Regions from separate parts of the Mus musculus genome. Here region 1 is linked to region 2. A link is a contact called in public HiChIP or PLAC-seq data. All regions are on one chromosome and are shown on one strand. The core of a region is the stretch at or near the end of the contact, and the rest is flanking DNA. Distances in the headings are between cores, read along the strand shown. Region 1 has its middle 9.1 kb from the start of n-TSgct1. Region 2 overlaps Enah (ENAH actin regulator).

The links. HiChIP or PLAC-seq counts read pairs in DNA pulled down with a chosen protein or histone mark.
Region 1: an H3K27ac HiChIP or PLAC-seq map of embryonic stem cells shows a contact between it and region 2, with 2.9 times the contacts expected there. The contact joins two enhancer-like sites. A contact is called at or near these places in 1 of 15 datasets of contacts at CTCF or cohesin (the NIH/3T3 cell line), 4 of 115 datasets of contacts at active chromatin or transcription factors (all in embryonic stem cells) and 4 of 9 other capture datasets (adipose tissue, embryonic stem cells, liver and 1 more).

What each region holds. Positions count from the first base shown.
Region 1 is chr1:182,061,912-182,068,349 of GRCm38.p6, reverse strand. No RefSeq gene overlaps it. Among named protein-coding and RNA genes, the nearest start is that of n-TSgct1, 9.1 kb to the right of the region's middle. Within about 2 kb of position 4,454, at least 20 of the 459 cell types and tissues checked have an H3K27ac peak or open chromatin away from gene starts, as enhancers often do. A contact at or near this core is called in embryonic stem cells, where this site is marked.
Region 2 is chr1:181,898,974-181,905,113 of GRCm38.p6, reverse strand. Enah (ENAH actin regulator) reads left to right here. Exons shown (of 15, transcript NM_010135.3): 15 at 1-6,140. Among named protein-coding and RNA genes, the nearest start is that of Gm33669, 24 kb to the right of the region's middle. Within about 2 kb of position 4,088, at least 5 of the 459 cell types and tissues checked have an H3K27ac peak or open chromatin away from gene starts, as enhancers often do. A contact at or near this core is called in embryonic stem cells, where this site is marked.

The DNA of each region.
Region 1 (6,438 bases), core at 3,205-5,704, 160 kb before region 2:
GCAACAGCCTCTGGGCCAAGAGGTTGACTCAGCCTTTCCAAGAAGCTTTCCCAGGCTCATCTCATCCCTGGAGGAAGGCGCTCCACCCAAGGGCCTCTGCTTGTTCATCAGCTGCTCTGCCTGTGATCCTGTCAGGAATTGTCAGCTCCTACTTACACGCCCTTCCCGCTGACACAAGGGAGGAGATGTTGAAAGCTCTTCAAAGAAAGGTACTGCCTACTGCCTTGTGAGTAACGTTTTGCTCCCAACTGAGTTTCATACTGAGGACCCTGCACTGCCTGGTGACCGGATAATGAACGTCACCAGAGCCGTAATTCACTCACTACCGAGGTGTGGCATGATATTGCCAGAACATTTGGTACGAAGATTTTGACATAGGCTACATTTATTTGGATTTTAATTTTAAAATGTGTTATACGTTATGGGTGTTTTTGCCTTCGTGTACGTCTGTGCACCACGTGTGTACCTGGTGTCTAAGGAGACCAGCAGAGAGTGTCAAATCCTCTGGAACTGGAGTTTGAGAGCCATGAGCCACCGTGTGGGTGCTGGGAATAAACCCAAGCTCTCCAGAGGAGCAGAGCTCTTAACCACTCAGCCGTCTCTCCAGCCCCTTACTTTGATTTTACATTTGCTATTAATTTTTTTGGGGGGGTGGGGTTCGAGACAGGGTTTCTCAGTGTAGCCCTGGCTGTCCTGGAACTCACTCTGTAGACCAGGCTGGCCTTGAACTCAGAAATCTGCCTGCCTCTGCCTCCCAAGTGCTGGGACGTACTTGGCGTGTGCCACTACCGCCCAGCTGCTATTAATATTATTATGAGGACTAGTTTTTTCAAGAAGTCTTGAACTCCTGGACTCACAATCCTTCCACCTTAATGTCACAAGCAGCTGGGACCAGGCACACCCCCCACACTACACCTGGCTGGTCTTTGAAAAAAAAATCAAATTGGATTGATGCATGAGCTCTGACGATCAGCCTGCCCTTTGGAAAGGCTGGTCAAACTGTTCTCACAAAAGCATCGTTTAGGAATATGTATCATTTCCTGGAAAGTTTCCATGCATTCTCTGGAATAGGAACAAGCTTTGAAGCTCTGTTGTATGCCTGAGAGAAAGAGTGAAGTCCAGGCCAACTGTTTCTAAACTCTGGGTTCATCCAGGCATCAAGCTGACGGCTAAGGACTGCAGCTTGTCTCCTACAGTGCCTGTGCTATTGGTTGTTTCAAGACTGCCCGTGAGCAGCCAGGGCCTGCAGCCTCAGACATGCCCATCTGTGACACAGCATCTGACCTTGCACGTTTGTGACTTGCCCAGTGAGTGTAAGGGCACATAACAGGACTATCCCTGGTCGTCATTTCCATGCTGAGATAGCCAAGAAGAACTTTTCTACATTCTTCTTTTTCTTTCTTTCTTTTTTTTTTTTTTTTTTTTTGAACTTAATCTTTTTTTTTACAGTCTAGTCTTTATCACCCTCCCGGTCTGCCCTCTGACTTTTCCACATCCCATACCCCCTTCTCCTCACACTCTCACTCCCCCCACTACCACATCCACCCCCATCTACAAGAGAATGTCCCCACTCCCTGAGGCCTCAAGTCTCTTGGGGGTTGGTTAGGTGCATCTCCTCTCACTGAGGCCAGACCCGGAAGTCCTCTGCTGTATATGTGCCGGGGGCCTCATATCAGCTGGTGTATACTGTCTAGTTGATGGTTGAGAGATCTTGGGACTCCAGGTTAGTTGAGACTGCTCATTTTCCTATGGGGTTGCCCACTTCCTCAGCTTCTTCTAGCCTTTCCCTAATTCAACCACAGGGGTCACCAGCTTCTGTCCATAGGTTGGATGTAAATATCTGCACCTGACTCTCTCAGCTGCTTGTCGGGCCTTTTGGAGGGCGGTCATGCTAGGCTCCTGTATGTAACTGTCCCCATACCACATGGATGTGTCCCTCACATCAGCTGGATCCCCAAAGCTCCCAAGGCTGTTTCTGTGCCACTTGGCATAGATAAAGTGATGAAGGAGGAATTCAGAGTGGAAAAGAGGTTTCAGCTAGTAAAAAATTTACTTTTGAAAATTTTACAGAGCCCTGTAACCATGAAAACACACAATAAGTTCCCCGGCCAACACACACACACACACACACACACACACACAGAGCCGTGGAGAGGGCAGAGCAAGACCCTCCACAGTAAACGCACATCTGCCTCCAACACCCCTTACTGAGCATCTATTATGTGCTGGACTCCAGGGATGCAGGAGTCAGCAACACCACTGAAGCCCATGAGCTCTTAACTTCATCTTAGCAGGGACAACGAATGGGCGCTTACTGCGTGTGACTCTCAGGGGATATTTCTGAAATGAATAAGAGAATGATAGGCCAGACGAAACATTGCAGAACCAAAAGCTGTCTTACCACAGAGACGTGGTAGGTTCTAAAATGAAAACACAAATTACAAAGTTGTCTGTGGGGTGGCGGGGGTGGGGGGTGGGTTGGCAGCCTGCAAGACTGCTCTTCCCATGGGCATGGCTCCACACTCTCCCAGGACCCAGGAGGACTGCTGTTTGGATGAACGTTACCATTGGCAGGGAACCCGAGGTTTCCTTCCATTCTGGAATTCCTTGAGCGATGCAGAAGCCCCTCTCCCATGCAGGCCAAGCTCAGGTGTGAAAGGCAAGCGCTGGGGAGAACTGAAGCTTCCCTGGCCACTCCAGTTGCTGTATGGCCCTGTCAGGAGCTCGCCTATCATTCTGCTTGTCCTGCTGAGAATGGCAGCTAAATTCTCTGGTGGGCGCTCCACCGCCACCAGTCTCTCCTTCTTCACAGAGTGCAAGACTTCACACTTGGTCAGCAAACCTGTAGATCCACCTGCAAATCTCAGCTCAGTCTCTCACCAGCCCTGGGACCTTTTCTTTACCAGCCGTGACAATTGAGGAGACATTAGTTAAAAACCGTCCCCAGTGGGGCTGGAAAGGTGGCTTGGTCAGTAACACAGTCGCTGAGGAAGACAGGCACCCTAAGTCCAGATCTCCCAGGACCTATGTTAAAAGCCAGGCCTGGTGGCCTAGGATCCCAGCTCTGCAGAGGCAGAGAGGAAGATCCCAGGCCAGTCTAGCCAAACTGGCAAGCGCCCAGTTTGAGAGACCTTGCTTGCTTTCATGAGTTCTCCAGAGTGTGGGTATGAGAGAGAGGTGGAAGGTAGGTAGGAGAATAAAAGGGTGGAGGAGAGAGAGAGAGGGAGAGAGAGAGAGAGATTATTTTCTTTTTAAAAATGTACATATCAACTGTATCTACTTTATGGGTGGGCAAAGGCATACCTCTGTAGCAGGCACACTTGCCTAGCATGCACCAGGCACTGAGTTCCATCCTCTACCCACCCACCCCTGTCCCCAGTAAGCACTGTGCCTGGCTTAAGAAAGGTTTTCTAATGGTTAGACTACCGTTCTTCCTCCAAGGCTGAGTGAGCTACTTCCTCTGGCTTTCCTGTGCCACTCCACTCTTTGTCTGATGGCCTCCCTGTGTCTGCTTCTCACCTTTACTTTACAGCTCCTGCCCCTCCTCACCCGACTGGATTGTGTACTTTCTTGTCTTTATTTTTCAAGAGCGACACAATTAAGAACATCTTTGTGTCCCCCTCCCCCACACTTGTCACTCTCTCAGACTCTCGTTCTTCAGACAGGTCTGTAACTCACTACCCAGTCTGAGCTGGTTTTAGAGACTCGAGGCGCCCTTCCGGCCTCTCGGCACTAGATTGACAGACTCACTCTTACTACTTATTTATTATTTGACTATTTATTTTTGAGATTGTGACTCATGTAGCCCAGGCTGGCCTCAGGCAGCTCATGTAGCAGGAGCTGGCTTTGTATTCCTGATCTTCTCAAGTCCTGGGATGACCGGTTTGTGCCCCTATCCCGCCTCTGTTTCATTTTAGACAAGGTCTCATATGTCCCGGGATGGCTTTAATCCCTCTGTCACTGAAGATGACCATAGATTTCTGATCTTCCTGCTTATACTTCCTAAGTGCTGGCATTTTGGGGGTCCTTGTCTTCCATTTACATCCCTAAAGGCCTCTCTGGTCCACAGGCTCAAATAAGCTCCTTGTCATCTTCCTCCAGAAAACCGATTCTCCTTTGAGTGACTCCCTCATCACTTCCTATCCATGCCTCACCTGGCCAGTCACTGAAGCCCGCTGCGGCAGCCAACTAGCCCGGTCTGGTTCTGTCTCTAAGCTTCTGCTTCTTTCCATCCATAAGGTCTGTACACTCTCCTCACAGGCCTTCCTTCCTCCCTCCCTCCCGGCTGCCCTGCGGGAAGCCTTCCCTTCCTGCAGGCTACACCTGAGTGCTCCAGAGAGGCCTGATCTAGCTTTTCTCACCTACACCACTTCTCCTCACTCAGCCACACTGCGAGGCTTTCCCCACCGGAAGTAGTCTTTCTGGCCTTTGTGTTCCACTCATTTCCTACTCAGCACAAGCCACACTCACCACCATTTTAACACTGCCTGTGCAGGCTCCTCCTCCAGTCTACAAGCTCTGGGAGAGGACTCAGACCCTCCGTCACTGTATCTTTAAGGCTTCTCTGCATTGGGAACGTGTTGGATACGTACACGCTGGACTGATTCTGGCACTCTGGCTCTGTTGCCCATTATCCTGGCCTCTCGGCACCCTCAAAGTTCTTCCACTGTCAGCAAAGACAGTGAGAGGAGCTGGGAGCTTGAGGAAGAGCCTGATATCAAGTCTACCGGCTCCCTCCCCCACCTGCTCAGTATCTTTGAATCACTTCCTACCTTCATCTGTCAGAAAAGTATTTGTCTGAATGCTTCCCCCTGGTTAAAGTTTTACACTGGAGCAATACAACGTTGAGGGGGGCACTTTTGTTTTGTTTTGTTTTTGTTTTTGAGACAGGGTTTCTCTGTATAGCCCTGGAGATCCTGGAACTCACTCTGTAGACCAGGCTGGCCTTGAACTCAGAAATCTGCCTGCCTCTGCCTCCCAAGTGCTGGGACTAAAGGTGTGCACCACCGCTGCCCGGCCCCTTTTCCTTTTTTTTTTTTTTTTTTTCTTTTCTCGAGACAGGGTTTCTCTGTGTAGCCCTGGCTGTCCTGGAACTCACTTTGTAGACCAGGCTGGCCTTGAACTCAGAAATCGGCCTGCCTCTGCCTCCCAAGTGATGGGATTAAAGGCGTGCGCCACCACGCCCGGCTCTCTTATGCCAAGGAGTGATACAGCCAAGAAGACCCCTAACAGGCGCCAACACCTCATGAGAAGTACATTTCTTGCCTTTACTGTTGCCCAGTCTGGGTGTGTTGTGTGGCAGCAGCACTAAATGACCAAGACTGGCGGGATCTCACCTTGGAGCCAAGGTTGGTCCTACCGTTGAGCCCCTAGATCCTTTGCCTTTGGAGACTCTAATTCCCCAACCAGCCCCTCCTGCCCACAGTGCTTCCTCACCATATGCACTGATTCCTGGATGCAGGCACACAAGCTCAGTCCGCTGCTACATTTTTTTGGCTCAGTTTTTTTTTTTTTGTTTACAATAGGTAGGTCCTAACTCTTAGGTATGCTAGGCTAGATCTACCACAGCCTACAGCCTCAGACTTTCTCCACTTTTGAGTGTATCTTTGGTGCAGGGCATTGAACAAGGACCACCCTCAGGCTACACGTGTGCCCTACCACATCCCCAGCCCTCTTCTATCTTGAGCTCATTGTCACACCACCTCTCTATTGACTTATTTCTACTTTACATGTATGTTTCAGCTGCATGCATAAATGTGCATCATGCATGTGCCTGGTGCCTTCAGAGGCCAGAAGAGGACATCAGATCCTTTAAAACTGGAGTTACAGATGGTTGTGAGCCATCAGGTAGGTGCTGGGAACTGAATTCAAGTCCTCTGGAAGAGCAGCAAATGCTCTTAATCACTGAGCCCTCGCTCCCACCCTTCCCACCCCCTGTCTGGCCTCCTGTACCTGCCCTGTTTTGATTGACAAGCTCTTAACAAGATTCTCCAGTACACTTCTGACTCTGTCGCTTATTGTTTTCACTCTCCCTCTAAGGTCACAAGTGACGAGGCCCTGTGTCCAACACTCCCCTAACCCCTAAGCTTTATTGATGTCCCAGAGTTATGGTCCTCACCACTGACAAGGTTTCTTATAGCCCTGTCCTGGGCGCTGCTCTGTGCTGGGGAAGCAGTCACCAAGAGCTTGCTCGTCAAGTGGGAAGGAGGCATGGCTAAATGAACACACACCAAATAATGCTGAGCCGCGAAGGCGAAATAATCTGAATCCTAAATTCCGTGGCACAGACTGGACGTCCTATCAGAGAATGGGGGAAGAGCCAGGCCGAGCCTTCAGAGAGGCCTTCTAGTCTTTTCTCCTTTGTCTTACTGGAGACCAAGAGCAGGGCATGGTGAGTAGCAGGTAGGTGCTGTACCACTGTGCCCGCAGTCTCCAGGG
Region 2 (6,140 bases), core at 2,839-5,338:
AGGTTTTCAACCTTTTTTAGACATATGCATGTGGACATTTTTATAATGTAATTACAATCACCACAAAGTTAGCTTTTTTAATTACAGACAATAATGCATGTCACACTAATATGTAGTGGCCTTTTCAGGGCCTAGTCCCAGGGAAAATATTTTGTAGAATATAGGGAAGTGGGAGGAAGGGAAGGAATAACTTTTTATTTAAAGTTAATTTCTGCACTATCTTTTTTTTCTCAATTATCTGCATGAATTATAATGAAAAATATTTTGTGACTTTAATCAGTAAACATGTTAACAAAACCAAGTACTTAATCTTTTACATCATGTCTTCAGCTATTTGTATTTTAACCAGCAATTTCAACGGTCTGAAACATGATTCTGAGCGTAACATGTGAGTCCGTCTCACTGTGGAACTCACGAGTTTGATCACTGAATTTGGCAGTTATTTTCACGCGGCCCCCACAGTGCTGCAGTGCTTGGGTTCACGCTCCTGACTCTGCGGCTGCTCCTTGACCTTTGCTGTGCTAAAATACAAGAAATATCAATAATGGCAGCAACCAGGGTCACATAAGTCACTAGGTAAGGGAGACCAATGAGGAGTTCTGCAGCTTTCTTTTAATAGAACTAAAGTGAGGCTTAAGTGGTAGGGAGTGTCTGCTGTTACACCCTGAGTGTGTGTGTGTGTGTGTGTGTGTGTGTGCGCGCGCGCGCGCGCACACACACACACACGCACACAGGTGAGAGAGAGAGAGAAAGTGATCGAGCTTAAGAGTGTGTGATAGATATTATGTTCCACCCCTTTATAATTGGCAAGATTAAAATAAGGGAGAAAATTTTATATGTTGTAATGTTAGCTTTTTGGAAAATCTAGGAAATCAAAAATTCTCCAGGCTGTCCATCATGATTTATGCTTGAGTTATTAATGTGCCATATTTGCTTTGGAATCTTTGGCTATCAAAACTTTTGCTAAAAAAATAGTAGATACAATCCACTTTGATTTGCTTTCTAGATTTCCTATGTCTCAGCTGTAAAGCAAAGCTTGATGAGAGTAGTTTTCTAAACCCTGCAGTTTGCAGCTAACCCCACTGCAGAGCCGTGTGAATGAGGGGTTTTGTTAAGAGTGTTTGTTTCTGTAGAAACTTCATCTTTAGATTAAAGTGTGAGGGATGAGCGGTCATAAGTCAATTCTGTGGCTTTCTCTACCCATCAGTCGTCGTCTCGCAGGAATAGTAAAGGCATTAAGGATGCGGCAAGCATGTACGCTGTTCTAAAAGAAGTATGCATCTCATTTACTGTTGAACGTTTGATTACGCAACTACTTTGATTGTGTACGTGTGTACATCCCTTACAGATCTGATCAAAAATCGCTTTTCATTTTGTTGCTAATGTTAAATAGTCTGTAGTACGTAGAGTACTGGGTCTAGATGGTCCAAAGTGAGACAAAAATGCTGAAGTCAAATGCTAAGTCCTAAACAAAGCTGGTTTATGCACTAAACGTTTTGTGCCTTGGTCTAATATTTAACACAATGTCTGTAAAAATGACAAAAAAAGAAAAAAAAAGAACCGACATTGGCTCATGCTGTATCTGTATCCTCCATGATAGTACGTCCTCCCACATGACTAAATGTGCTCCTACCTGGATGCTTCACTGTCACCCAGGACAGTCGTGTCGTCGCTAGAGATTTCAGTGACTACAATCGCAAGCTAAAGCTTGAGTTGTTTTCCCAAAACTGTTCCTTGGAACCATATTGTGACGGTGGGTCCTTGCTTCTGTGTGTTGACTGTCTTCAGCTGAGTCCAGTTTAGGGATCGTCTGTGATGACAGGAAGGCTCTGCTCTCCTCAACACTGTGATCTGACCTGCGACAACTCTACAATACACTCTGAATGGCTAGCACGTCCATAGCAAACAATCTGAATGTACAAACCTTAGCGTGGTGCTGAAATCTCTTGAGAATAGTAACCGTGATCTCAAAGTCTGTTCAAAACGTGTCAATCAGAACTGAAGATGAACCGCTGATGAATGTCCGGTCCTCATGCCGCAGGCGTGTTTCCTGTCTAGGTTTTCAGTTCTCTGCTGTTACCACCATAGCTGTTCCAGTTAACTCTCCTACACACTAACTTCATTTGTGCGATTGAAATAAAATTGCAGTATGTGCATGTTTCTTGTTTGTGACACTTAGATGGTCTTCTGCAATGATGTGTTAATTCCAAACCAAGTGATACTGGGTGTGAAATCAGCACCTTAGGAAGCCCAGGGTTTCACTGTTTACAGTTTAAACATCATGTCACTGTTCTTTAAAGATTTCATCCACGTCTGGCGTAGTGGAAAACACGAAGGGAATATGTAATGATCTTTCTACCTTTTGTTTTGCAGTAAGCGCTGTGTGCCTCTTCTGTCTTACATGCTCCCAGCACAGCTTGTAGTCAATGTGGTGAAAAGTGTTTTACTCCATTCTTTTGTCCTATAACACAGTCATATATATATTTCACTTCATTTACACGGTTCATTTTTTTTCTTTATGTAATTTGCATATTAAAGGATATTGCCAAGTAATTAACTTTAAATGTAGCAGTCTGTACCCTCTACAGTGATCTCTTTATGTTGGCTTTTTATATATACTTATATATATGTCTCAGCACCTTTATCTATTACAAAGTTCCATTTTCCAAACTTGTAATTTCCTCATTAGAAGTACAACTCTGTCTGTGTGTGTGTGTGTGTGTGTGTGTCTGTGTGTCTGTGTGTGTGTGTGTGTGTGTGTGTCTGTGTCTGTGTGTCTCTGTGTGTGTGTGTGTGTGTGTGTGTGTGTGTGTGTGTGTGTGTGTGTGTGTGTGTGTGTGTGTCTTTCCCCCTTTATCAGACCTCGGCATCTCTCCCAAGCTCCTCCGTCCTCTTTGTGCTTCCTGTTCCTGGCATTAATTTGCATTTGCAACCACCTTGTGTTGCTCACTGTTGTGAAGACAGCCAGCTGATTTTTCTTTTGGTTCCAACTTACACTCCTGCTTTATCTACAAATTAAAGTCACTTAAATTCGAAAATGAATTAAGTAGCAAGTCCTAAGCTTTTCCATTTGCTTAGCTAAAATTACTGTCTCTTAACTTTTGCCCATCTTTGCAGTGAGGCTGTGAAGAATTCATGTTTGTACGATTCAGGGCTTGCCAGGCAGGGCTGCAGGAACTGTTTGATTTCTTGTCGCCATGAGAATTACTTAAGCCCTTTACCACGGTCTTTAATCCTATGGGCGTATCTGTAATCCAGCATCCTGGAGACAGAAACAGGAGGATTGTGGATCTGATGTCAGGCTGGGATGCATAGAGAAACCGTGTCTAAAACAAATCAGTAAAATCCTATGGGTCGTAAGCATAAAAACGCGGAGCATAAAGGAACTCAAGATGAACATAAAAAGCAGAGTGTAGGGGGGTGTCTGTCCCTTTATCACACTAGAAAGCCCACTTCCAAAGGCAGAATAGTTTTCACTTCCAGACTCAACCTGTTCTGGTGACGGCATTTTTGTTTTTAATACAATTGGTATCTGATCATCTCCCCAGAGCTCTGTGACTCTTTGGTGAGAGGCATTTACTGTTTTATAAGTTCAGTTCCTTTTTTTTTTTTTTTTTAATCAAAACTTGTTGTATTTTAAAGAATCTGACTAAACAGTTATTCTGGTCAGTACTTCATGTGAAGATCCTGGAGAACATGTACGTACAGGAATCGCTTTCAGTTAAGCATACGCCTGTTTGAGAAACTAAAATCGTCAATCTCTCAAGAGAAGCCATTTATTTATGCCAAATATTCTTGGGGTTGAGGGCGGGGATATGATATAGTCTTTCTATTCCCAACATCAAAATAGGCTCTGCACTAAATCTTGTTCCCTTATGTTTACCTTGGTGGCTTTTTGAAGTACCAAGCTTCTTTCTAAAGCCTCTTTGTGGGTGAATGTGAGAATGAGCATGTAGAAACCAGTGTTCAACCTTGGCACCCACCTGCTTTGAGACAGGGTCACAAATTCAGCTAGACCTGCTGGCAGTGAGCCTCAGGAGATCCTGTCTGCTGCTTGCTGCTGGGTTGCCTAGCTTGTACCACCACGCCCAGCTGCTCTGTTTTACATGGATTCTGGAATCTTAACTGATGACCTTGTGCTTGCAAGGGAGGCAGACACTCTTCCAATTCAGCTAGCTTTCTAGCCCTGCCCCCCCCCTTTTTTTTTTCTTTATATCTTAATGCTGGAACAATGAAAGATTCAAAATTTAAACATTAAGATTGATTAGTTGATTAGAAAAGAAAGTAAAATGGTACAGTAAAATTACCATTTACAGACAGGGGCCTTCTATCGGTACAATATTAATGAATACCTCACATAAGGAAGATGGGGCTTTAGGATAAATTTGAAAATTGTTGAAGTATGAACTATGTTAATTTGTAAAGCAACCGTCACTGAAGGGTAGAAAGTGACTTGGTTACTGTGACTTGATGTTAAAAAGAATTTTCTACAATCATTGGTTCTATTTGTTGAAATTGTAAAGATAGGGATTGTGTGAGGAGGAGAGGGTTTGGGAAAGGGCGTTTCCCTTCGGTTATAGATGCTCTGTTGTAGAACTCCCTGAGCACCTGTAGGTTTCCAGTGCTTGCTCATTAACATAGAGAATAACTGAAAACTGAAGCTTTGGTTAAGTGCTTGAACCAGAGATCAGTCACCACACCCTACCTAGTTTGAAGCTTACTGGGTATTCCAATAAAGAGCTTTTAGAAGTTTTTGGTGTGGAACCCCAGGATTCCTGGATAAAGGAGGCCCAGATAAGAGCGGAGAGGGAGGAGTACTTGACTCTCTTGAGTTAGGAAACTCAAGAGCATGGTGAACTCATCACTAAATCCAGCCTTTTCTAAACAAAAATTAAACAGAGTTAAAAGAATTTCACATTCTAATAAAAGTTAGAAATGTCCATGCACTTCATTGAAGAGCTATTTGTAAGTGACAGTCTCCATTTAGCCCGTAAATATGTCTCAGCTGCCCCCTTCTGAGTCCAGAAAGATGTCCTTAGCAGTAGAAACAGACTCCTTCAAAAGAAAATTACATGTCTAATACAGGCAGTGAGTGATGTTGCCGATAGATAGGGTGTTAGCCGGCGCTGGGTGTCGCAAAGGAAATAAAACCCCAGGGAAAGAAGTGTGCATCGAGTCTGGCTCTGGGATTCATCCCTGTTGTGGTGGGAATACACAGTGTGTATGAGGTCCCTAGTATTGAAAAAATCAAAATGCAGCTTTAATCATGAAGTAAGTAACACAGGAACCTTTTTCAAGTTTGATACCTAAGGAAAAAAAAATGTTTGAAATTCAATATTCTCTAGTCAATTCTGTCTACCCAGCCTTCCTATAAAGTTTTGGTTTGTTTTTGTTTTGTTGTTTTTAAGATTTTAAACTTCTTTTAGTAGAGACATAGAAGATTGTCATTCCATGGCCAAGTTTCACCTAGGTGAGTTTTGGCATTTGATATTCTAACTTCTGGAATTTCTCTGAGTATTTTGATCCTCAGTTCTGAGGTCTGTCTGTTTGGGGGTGGGGCGGTTGTCTTTAAACCACAAGCCCTACATGATGCCAAAGCCACCAGGCCTCTCTTGTGTATCAGGAGTAGAACTAAGTTGGCTTAGCCCTTTGGGGACCAACCTTGTTGCGTAGTGTGTGGTACCAGCTTTGCGCTTTGCCTGGGAAAACTGTATCTCAGAAAGGTAATTAGGAAGGTCTCAATATTTAGGTGGTGGTGGTAGGGACAGGTTAAAGTCTAGATACAATTTCTGTTGACCACAAGGGCAGGGAGCAGTTTCAGGAGTTTGTCTACTTACTCTGGACACCTTGCTTCATTTGCTGACAGTGAACTTGGGCATCTGTGGTTCCTGTGAGACATCTCAGATGTGTATCTTGTCTCTGTGCTCCTGTTTAACTGTGGATGTGAGCCCTGAGGCACCCAGCCGTTGACTTGGGACTCTGCCAGATTACATGTGTGTAAGGTCCCTTCTACTTCTGGGATGTAGTTTGAGTTTCTTCATTCACATGTCCTCAAGCTGTGATCAGTCTGTTATTTCACCCAAGAAAACAGAATTCTTCTGTATGCATATGGGTGTTTTACCTCCATGTATATATCTGTG